Linked DNA regions of Anser cygnoides: region 2 is linked to region 1. A link is a contact called in public Hi-C data. All regions are on one chromosome and are shown on one strand. Each heading gives the region's core, a stretch centred on a gene start, on an enhancer-like site or on the middle of the called end of the contact. The rest is flanking DNA. Distances are from core to core; before and after follow the strand shown.

Region 1 (4,726 bases), core at 892-3,391:
TAACAAAGATAAGAAGTTTGATAGGCAGTTTATTTTTTCTTTTCCCAAAAGTGCAGCAGTGAACAGGGTCCTCTGGAAGGGCACTTTCTAAACAAATGTTCAAACAGCAGAAACTAAGTACGCTTACAACATGCTACAGCAAAGTATGCTCACATACAGAGAAAAGGAATACGAATAAGATTCACTTTAATTGAATCATAACAAAACTGACAGCTGTTTCATTATGAGGAAATGTATAATCAGTCTCAAACTTAAGTTGATTGCTTGAAGAGGTATTGCACCTGTTTTGTGTGTTTCCATGCATGTCCACATTACAGCTTTATTCCCCAAACAGAAGTCCAATTTACTGAGCCTGTGCTGGGTAAACATGTACTAGCTGTATTGATTTATGCTGAAGTGATGATACAGAATGTGTTTCTTGTTTCAGGGTAACGTCAAAGTTATTAACTGTATTTCTCCCTGCATAGTATCTGCTTTACCGCATCAGATCATTGAAGTTCACAGCTCTGCTTTTGATAATAATGACTTATAAAAAAAATAAATCACATTTTACTTAAACACAGCTCTGTACTGGTAAGGCCCCTTCATTTAACACAAATGCCTTCCGTAACAAGGTACAGACACAGCTACGATCAAATAGCATAAGAAATTGAATATCCAGGAAGACCATTTAGCTTTAAATCCATTTGGTTGGGAATTAGATCTGGCTGCAAGTTAAAATTCCTTCATGATATGTATTTTTTTAATTGTCAGGGATAAGAATTAATACTGTTCATTCAGGACTGTTAGAATACTTAGAATTAATAATTCCTGGAAATAAACACTAGACAAGTCACAAGAAACTCCTCCAAAAGTAACGGAAGCCAGGCAGATGTTGGTTCCTGTTCTCCCTTCAATTCATTGTATGTTTTTAAGCCTCTATCAGAAGTGAGAGTAAAGTTATTTTCTTGAATAGCTAATTCTCTTCTTTTTGGTTAAGAAAGGCCTAATTTCATTCTAAAATTGAGTTTATAGTATGACATATTACCTACAACAGATTTCAGGTATAGTGTGGTTCTGAGTGCAGAAGGAAAGTTATTGAGTCTAGTTACAGATAAAGTCGTACCCAAATTAGCACTTGTACTATCTGCATAAACCTGTGAATAATTTGTCTCATCACACATGCTGAATAGTCTATATCAATTCTACTGTCAACTTTCATGTCATTTATTAGCCAAAAAGTAAAACTTTCAAAAGGAAAAGTTTGCTTACTATGGCTTTAGATCACTTTAAGAAAAGTGAGTGTATGTTATTTATTTGTACCCACAACAAAGATTTTTCTTCTATTCAGAAGCATCATAATGAAATCATTACTTGCACTGAAACTTAACAGAAGTATAAACTTTACATACGATCTCCTCGATTTGATAGAGCTATTGAGGGTTTAACATAAACAGTGTATTTTGTACCAGCCTCCACACAGCTACCAATATGAAGTTTAAACAAAGACCAAGTCTAACTTGCCAAAATTATGTGAGCAAAACACTATGTAAATGAACTTTAGGTTTAGCTCAGGATACAAGAAAATACTTGAGCATGAAAAACTTTGGTTTTGTTTTTAAAGACAAAACAGAGTCTGAAGCAAACTGATGGGCGATACTAAGGCTTGAGAAACAAAGAGAAAAGGATAAAGCTACCAATTGTAATGGAGGAAAAAAAACCATCCTGAGTAGCTGAAAGCATGCAAATAGTTTGAGAGTATCCAAAAATCTCAGCATTGATACAGATGCTTCAGCTGAGAAACTACCTTTTTCCAGTAATTTTCCTCCAAATATTTGGTCACTTTAAAGATTTGAAACAGTGAGCTGAATTTGAAATAAAAGCTCTAAGTAGGGCTTTTAAAAGCTTGAGTAAAACCTTACCATCACAGAAGTTTGCAACTAAACTACATGAAAGGCAACTTCTGTGCTTCAGAATCAAAAGCAAGGAAAGCTCATATGATTTTACTGTAGCACTGTTTTTGTCCTGTGTGTGGATCTGTATCAGGGTATCTCCGCAGTTCTGATATTGTCATACTTGTTGCCTGATCATTTTTTGCCCCCTTGGTAAAAGGTTTTGTGTGACAGAAACTGAAAACACCGTGCTCTCTCTTTAGAAGATCTAAAATAGCTGGCTAAAAACTAGAGTTGCGCCACAGTTTGTTTGACAAGGGAAAGACCATTTTGCCTGATAATACAGTTGATTTGCACACAAGCAACATGAACTTTGAACTTGTGTTTCAAATAACACAATGTTTCTAGAAGGTGTTTCACTAATGAACCTATACAGAAGTTCTACACTAACTCAAGTTCAGGTGTTTCTCAAGATTCAGAAAGATACTCAAGTTTGGGTACAAGTGACAGCTGCATTTCAGATAAGCCTAATCAGAAGGTTGAAAAGTCAACACCACCCTTCCAAAGGGAAACCAAATGATAACACACTACAGTTAGATGTCTACTGTGCACTCCTTTGATGTGAAGGCCACTTACTGCAGATTGCGTAGTTATGTCTCAACCAAAAAGCAGCTCTCTCTACAAAGAACTTAAACTGCCTAAAATAGCCCCCTTACCTTAACTTCTAGCGAACAGTGATTTTAGTTTTCTCTCAAAATAATTTACCTTCAAGAATCTAATGACTTGTTAGACAATTCAAGACATTTGGAGGTTAGAGATCAACTCTACTGTGGTGCCCTGTTCTGTGTTTTAGTATTACTTCTTTCCGTGTACTGAAATAGATTTAACAGCTCAAAACACAGGCACGCTTATTTGAATACTTGTTAGTCTCTGTTTTGATTAACACACTAGGAAACCTATATTAAACCCTAAGTTTTTTCAGTAGTACATATTAACCCATTCCAGCATTTCAAACTAGGAGGCTGAAATTACATTCTTGTTTGCAAGCTACCAAAGCAAATCTACAAAATTCACTGGTCTCATTTAAAGTGGTCTTATTGAAAGAGGATATTTTGCATACTGATTTTAGACTGCAAGAGATACTTGCTAGTCAGATCCTACAGTTTTGACTAATGCCTTCCCTATGCTATTTTGGGCTAGGTTGCTATTGTCATTAACAGCTTTGAGCTCAACACAGGAAACCTATCATTAAACATAGCCTTCAGGAACGTGTGTGACACTGAATATAGGTGAGCATTACTGTGCAATAGCTCCTGCCTATCTAACCCAACTCAAATATGCATTTATTGACTTTTAGAACAAAAACGGTTCAGATTCGTAGGCCATAGATTCACCTCTGTGCCTGTGATATGAAAAGGTACTTAAAAGACAAAGGTGGTAATCAAATATCTGAGCAAGACAGGTTAGCTGTGTCTAATGATTTAGAGTTACAGTTCAGCTGTAAAATATACATATTGCACAAGGCAACCAGCTAAAGACAAGGGTTTTCTTCCAAACAGGGTTTGAATAGCCCATCAGAAGTCTTCCAGCTGCGATCAGTGAGAGTTTCAGAGACAGACCTGCTGCAATCACTGGAGAAACTGGTCAGTGGGAGCTGATTGCAAGAGGCTCTTAAATGCTTCATAAGGACTGTGCAGAAAACCTCCGAGCCCGAACACCGTGATTGCTGAACATAAGCCGTGGGTCAAACCTGTACCTGTAGAAAGGAACAGCGTGAGTTACACTTAGTCTACAGTAACAGTCATTTCTAGAAATAGCTGATCTCTAAAATAGGTCCAATATAATGCTACACGAATAGTTCCTCTGCTGGTATCTAATAGGTAGAGAGACTGTCTCTACCGTATGCTGAATTATAACGATGCATAGTTAAGGAGTTGATAAGAAAAATAAATACGAGCTATATAAATAAATAAATTATTTATATATATATATATATATAAATAAATAAATACAACATACCAACAGCATATTGGTATGTATAACATTAAGCATTCACGAGATGCATTTGCTGCCTCAAATTACAGATTTATGTGGCACAACTGTAAGAACATTTTAAACAGTGCTTAGAAAAGCTTCAGTCCAAATGAGTACTGACTGAATTTTGACATAAGCAGCAAGAATTACTTACCACAGCTGTCTAATACATACAGCTTAGGTCCTGCAATAAAATATTTTTTGCTAACAGTACCTCCAGGAATAATCAAAGTAAGTATTTGGAAAATTCCTGCCTATGGAAATATGCAGAGCTTTTCATTGCTTGCAGGCAAGTCTGAAGTCACTTGTGTCTGACTACCCAGAATAGCTGTATGCTTACAGCTATGCTAAGTCAGTGGCTGACAAGATTAGAATAGTAGAATTAATACCATAAAGTTATATTTTGTAGGTTAAATTACAATAGAAGTTAAGTATTTAAGAAATATAAGCATCAAGAAGCCATTTCTATTAAACAAAAGCATGTATGTTGGTGATATTCTCTCTCATCATAAATACCTTCTATGCAGAATTTCGTATATATATTTTAAAGTACATTATTATACTTAAAAGTATTATGAGTTGATACAGTGTTTACCCAGGATCAAAGACTCCAGGTGTACGGCAAGTTGCTCCTGAACAGGACTGCAGCATCATTAATCGATAGTTCATCTTCTCTAGAATTTCTTGATCAATTGTTTTAGCAATGTTGTTGATCTGGTGTGGATCTGCAGTCAAGTTATATACTTCCACAAACACCTGTTGAATATAGACAGGACAGTGTGTATGTAAAGCTAAAGTTTTGTTAGAGTTTTTTTTTTTTT
Region 2 (4,726 bases), core at 1,614-4,113, 180 kb after region 1:
TGCATCTAATATTGGCACTTAGATTTGTCAGGCTGTAGTGTGAGAGCAGAGGAGATGCTTGTGATGGGAAAGGCTTAGGACAAGGCGTTAGAGTTGAATTTAGGATAGGTAAAGTAGTATAGATGAGAAGTGATAAGCAGAAAACTTCAAAAGGGTATTGTCATTTACATCATGCATAGTGTTCAAGTGTTTTCTTACTCAGAGCTCTAAAATAGCTATAAAGTACTTCAGTTTTTCTGCATGGGGGATAGACAGCGTTCAAAGACAAATTTGGATTGGGCTCACTCTTCTATATCTAACCTATATATGGTCACTTGAGGTAAGATTTTTTTAGGCATTTCGTTATCTAAAATGCAGATGAATATCTATGGGGCTTTTCCTAAAGCATTTTAAGGTATTGAAATAAATGACTCTAAGATCATATAAAAGACCAGCTAATGTGTAAGCACGTACTGTGCTTGCTGTCCCTGACAGCATTGTATATGAAAAGAAAGATCTCTTTAGGTTTTGAACTGGTAAGTTCACTCATGTGGCTCTTGCTGTAAGCATGTTGTGCATCACCTGCCTTCAAAATACAATGGGATTATGTCAACTTCTTGTAGAGCCAGCATAGTATTTTGTCAGGAAAACGGCAAATTTGACTTCTGTCTACTTCCTAGGGTTCATTGAAACCTAAAGAGTTGGATATCTCTTCCTACTTTGTTTTTGTTTTGTGATATTACTCTGAGCACCTCAAGTTCTGTGGGCACTTCTGGGAGTTAGGTCTGAAGTTATTTCTCACGGAAAGTTGATGCTGAGATCAGTAGGTGTTGTTCTGAGGTCTGGTGTACTTTCTGAAAGACTAGGTCGCCTAGTACAGGTGCTGTTTAAGGTTGTGACCTGAAATAGGTGGCAATTAAGTTGCTCTCACTGTTTCTGCTCCAGTACTTTGGGGAGTAGTTGATGCAGTGCAAAAAAAAAAAAAAAGTAAAAAAAGATCGTTGGAACTTTCAGGAAGTTCTTGTGTGTTGTCTTAGGTCCTTAGAGGAGAGGCATACAATGCTAGTATTTTTGATCTTTCCACGTTACTTGTTACAAAAACAACTGTTAGGATAATCTTTACTATATTAGCTATGACTTTTGAAATGTTAATTCAGAGAAACTTTCAGTGGTTACCTATATTACGAGTGGAAGCTTACACAAAGCACAACTTTAAGAGTAATTCTCTTCCACTGACATTCCTTTCTTTAGATTTCTAAATCTCTCAGGTGTTAAAACTTGTATGGAATTTTGTGCAGGGAATTTCACTGATAATAAGCTAGACATGCTGTATAAAAGACAAGGAGTGGATTATTCTGCTCACAGGCCTGCAAATTGCCATTAAAGTTGTGTGGTATTTCACAACTAACTGTTAAAACCCTTCTTGCCTTCTAAGATCACCATCTCAGAAGAGTTTTCTTGGCAGTGTTTGGAGGGCTCCTGTGTTGTGTGGTTATTAATGCTGCCTGTGCTTGGCAAGCGGTACTCTGACTTACCTTTGACAATGTAACAGCTTATTCTGTTGACATATGAGCACATAGCTCAGTTTCACTTTCTGTATGTTGCTGTAAACTTTAGTTAGCAAATAAAAGCATCTGCTTTAGATGATACAAAAGGAAATCTTGATGAGTATCTTTAAGACTAATTTCTGACCTCGCTTTCTTCTGCGTTTCGTGACTTCTGGATCAAGATCAGTAGATAGGAAAAACTCCGGACTGCCTTCATGAGGAAAAACCAAACAGAATAGTTAACTTTCTGTAAGATTGCTGACCATTTTAAACTCTGTCATTTTTTGTGGTGTGTCAGAAACAGCTCTTAAAAATGAGGAACAAATTTGGTCGAGACTTGTAGCAGAGTATACCAGAAAAGTCCAAATAAATGTTACGTAGGGCAAAATAGTTCATCTTAGCTGAGAACTTCAGAACTTTTCTGAAGGAAAGAAAACAGCCTATTCACCTTTGCAGTGGATTTGTAGTAAAAAGCATTGTTATGAAAATTGTATTTGAAACAAAAATGATGCAACTTTGTGTCTGTGTTTTAAGGAGATAGCTGTTTGATGCTTCCATCAGAATATTTAGAACTAATTTGGTAGACATACCTTAAAAGTGCTGCTGCTTGCAGCCGTGCACAGAACTTCCCTTATGCCAAGACTTGAGATTTTCTTAAGATATTTTTTCAATGTTACTGTTGTGGGCCATGCTTTTTGTGGAGTAACGTCATGAGAAATCAGAACTAAGACTGCTTGCTCGGGGAGCAGGCGTGCAGAAGAGGTCTGTCAGGATCTGATTTCAAAAGCTATCAAAATGAATTGCAAGTTTGCATTCCATCCCCCAGTGCGTGGTAGTTTTCACAAAAGAAAAATTAGTTTCTGATGAGAGAATTAAGGGTGATCTCAGATCTGACAGCAGATCTGTAACTTTTTTTATGGTTTATGAAGAATTGCAGACCAGACAGGAGTGGGAAAGCAAAAAGCAAACTTGCATTTCTTCTGTTAAGAGCCTCTGCCAACTCTGATAGCATTCTTCAAGTGTAGTGCAAATTTCTTTCTGCTTAGGACAGATAGAGCAATAATGATTGTGGTGGAGGCCTTTTAAGGAGGAACCCGTGATAATCAAGGACTTAAATTTAGTGTAGCATTGTAGGAGCCCCCCTTTGCATTGTTTCCTGAAGTATTCTGGTGTAGGAGAGGATAATCATGCCTGCAGTCATTCTGTTGCTGGGGTCCACTTGTATTTCTAAAAAAATCATGCACATTTAATACATGTTGACATGTATTTCATGTGGGAGTACTAGGTTACAAAACTTTGGCTTGATGCTTACCCAGCGAAGCTGGCAGGAGTGCTGGAGTTGTACCAAACTGATCCCTGTCACGCTTCTAGCCTTGTGCTTCAGAAATAGTATGAACATGTGAACGGCAGGCTAGAGCTGCTGTTTGGAAAAGTTGTTTGATCACTTAACAAAAGAGCTTAGGCAAGTAAATTAAACAAATACCTCAGTTCTTGCTAATGAAAATGCTGGTCCAGTGCTGTGGCGAAGCACAAAGTTCACTGTAATCATGAGGCATTTATTCCTTATGAATTTAAAACTCCTGCAAGTGACTGCATTCTCTGGTAAAATTAGTTGTGTTTTTGTGATTTGTGGTAGATCAAGAGGGGTAAGTTGATTGGGTAAGGGATCCTGAAATCAAGGTACATTAAGAAGAAAAAGTGATTTTCAGGGGATTCACGTTCCCTAAGAACTTCTGTAGTAGTATTTTTGTCCTGACTCTTCTTTTCTTGGCTTCTGTTGTTGCTGCTGGTAGGTCTAGAATTGTGGGAGCAGGTGACAAAGCCTTTACTGTGATTATAATAAATGAGGACAGGATGTAACTCTGCCTCTGATCAAAGTAACCGTGATGTCTTCTGTCCACTGAAGAATTTGGATTAAGAGAAACACAGAAAAGGATTCAAGGATGGAAGGAAGTGTGTTGGTGGATGCAAGAGTAGATGGGAGAAGGACTGCACAACTTGAAGGTGACTTCAAACATGTCCCTTCTGTGTAGAGGGTTTGTTCTAGTTTATAATGAGCCCGGTTGTAAACAAAAACATCAAGTTTTTGGGTGAAACTGATGACATGAAGGCTTTGCAGTCAATGTCAGAGTGCAGTCTCTTCCTGGAAAATGAATTGCAAAACAATCTGGATGCTTTGGCTCCATGCAGGTATAGCCTCTGTGCAGCTGATAAGACACTGCCTTGACGTTGTCTCAGTACTTCTAGTTTTTGTCCAGGTGAATAAAGGCTTTGGGTTCGCACTTCAGTGGTGTGAGGTGCTGCTAGTATTCTTTTCTAGAAACTTTGGGGATTCATTAGAAGTTTGTCCATTCAGTCAGTTTCTCAACGAGGAGTTGAAGACATGTTGGTAGGAGAGGCGGAACACTGAATCAAGTATTCTTGGATAACTTGAGCATACCATGTCGTGAGTAAGAAGTCTGTCCTCATCAGGAGATACTGTTTGTAATAAGGAAAAATAGTACGGATGAGGAGACCATGGCCCTGACCTCCTGCACTTTGTTACAATGGCTCCTTTTCTCCAAGATCCTTGTCATTGTCCCCTTTTCCCTGCTACTGTGCTGTACTTGCTGCAGTGCTTTTTAGTGCCATTTCTCAGTTCCGCTGTGTTTAGTCTACTGCGGAGGGTGAGAAGAGCAAGAATGTGCATGCTAAATGTGTAAAGGGCCAACTGAACGTGACTGGGTGTAGCTGGAGGAGAAGTATTGTAATGTGTGGTGTTTTCAAGAAACGGATGCTTCTTTGCAGAGGAAAGAATCAAATTTTCTGCTTACTCGGGAGCATCTTGTAGTGCAAGTATCTTGAAATAAAGTGTCTTCTTGGAGTCTTAAATTCCTTTTAACTCTAAGTGAACTCTGAGTAGCACTCTGAATTGATATAGAAAGGCCATCTGATGGGGAAGGGGAAGAGATGGGGGTAGAGAGGTTTAACATTGAATTAAGTGGCAATAAAACCTACTGAATAGATCAGTTGTATTTCAGTGATGTGCTAGATAAGAAGTATAACTGTTTATAAATGAATGGTTGTAGAGGAAAAACTGCCTTAGTAATTCTTCTGTTTTAGAAATAGAGAAGGGCATTTATTGAAGTAAAAGCTGGAAGACAGCTTCTTGGAAAGCAATTGTTTGATGTGTATTCAAAGACTTCCTTCGTGCTGCCTGT

What was found. A called contact is a pair of places that touch in the nucleus more often than the background predicts.
Region 2: a contact with region 1 is called in a Hi-C map of liver, with 2.0 times the contacts expected there. The contact joins two enhancer-like sites. A contact is called at or near these places in 2 of 7 Hi-C or Micro-C datasets (both in liver).

What each region holds. Positions count from the first base shown.
Region 1 is chr1:37,076,285-37,081,010 of Taihu_goose_T2T_genome, forward strand. GNS (glucosamine (N-acetyl)-6-sulfatase) reads right to left here. Exons shown (of 14, transcript XM_066992549.1): 13 at 4,501-4,661; 14 at 1-3,627. The coding sequence ends at 3,552. Among named protein-coding and RNA genes, the nearest start is that of GNS, 18 kb to the right of the region's middle. Within about 2 kb of position 2,142, at least 2 of the 3 cell types and tissues checked have open chromatin away from gene starts, as enhancers often do. A contact at or near this core is called in liver, where this site is marked.
Region 2 is chr1:37,257,293-37,262,018 of Taihu_goose_T2T_genome, forward strand. All of the region lies in intron 1 of LEMD3 (LEM domain containing 3), which reads left to right. Among named protein-coding and RNA genes, the nearest start is that of LEMD3, 6.6 kb to the left of the region's middle. Within about 2 kb of position 2,864, at least 2 of the 3 cell types and tissues checked have open chromatin away from gene starts, as enhancers often do. A contact at or near this core is called in liver, where this site is marked.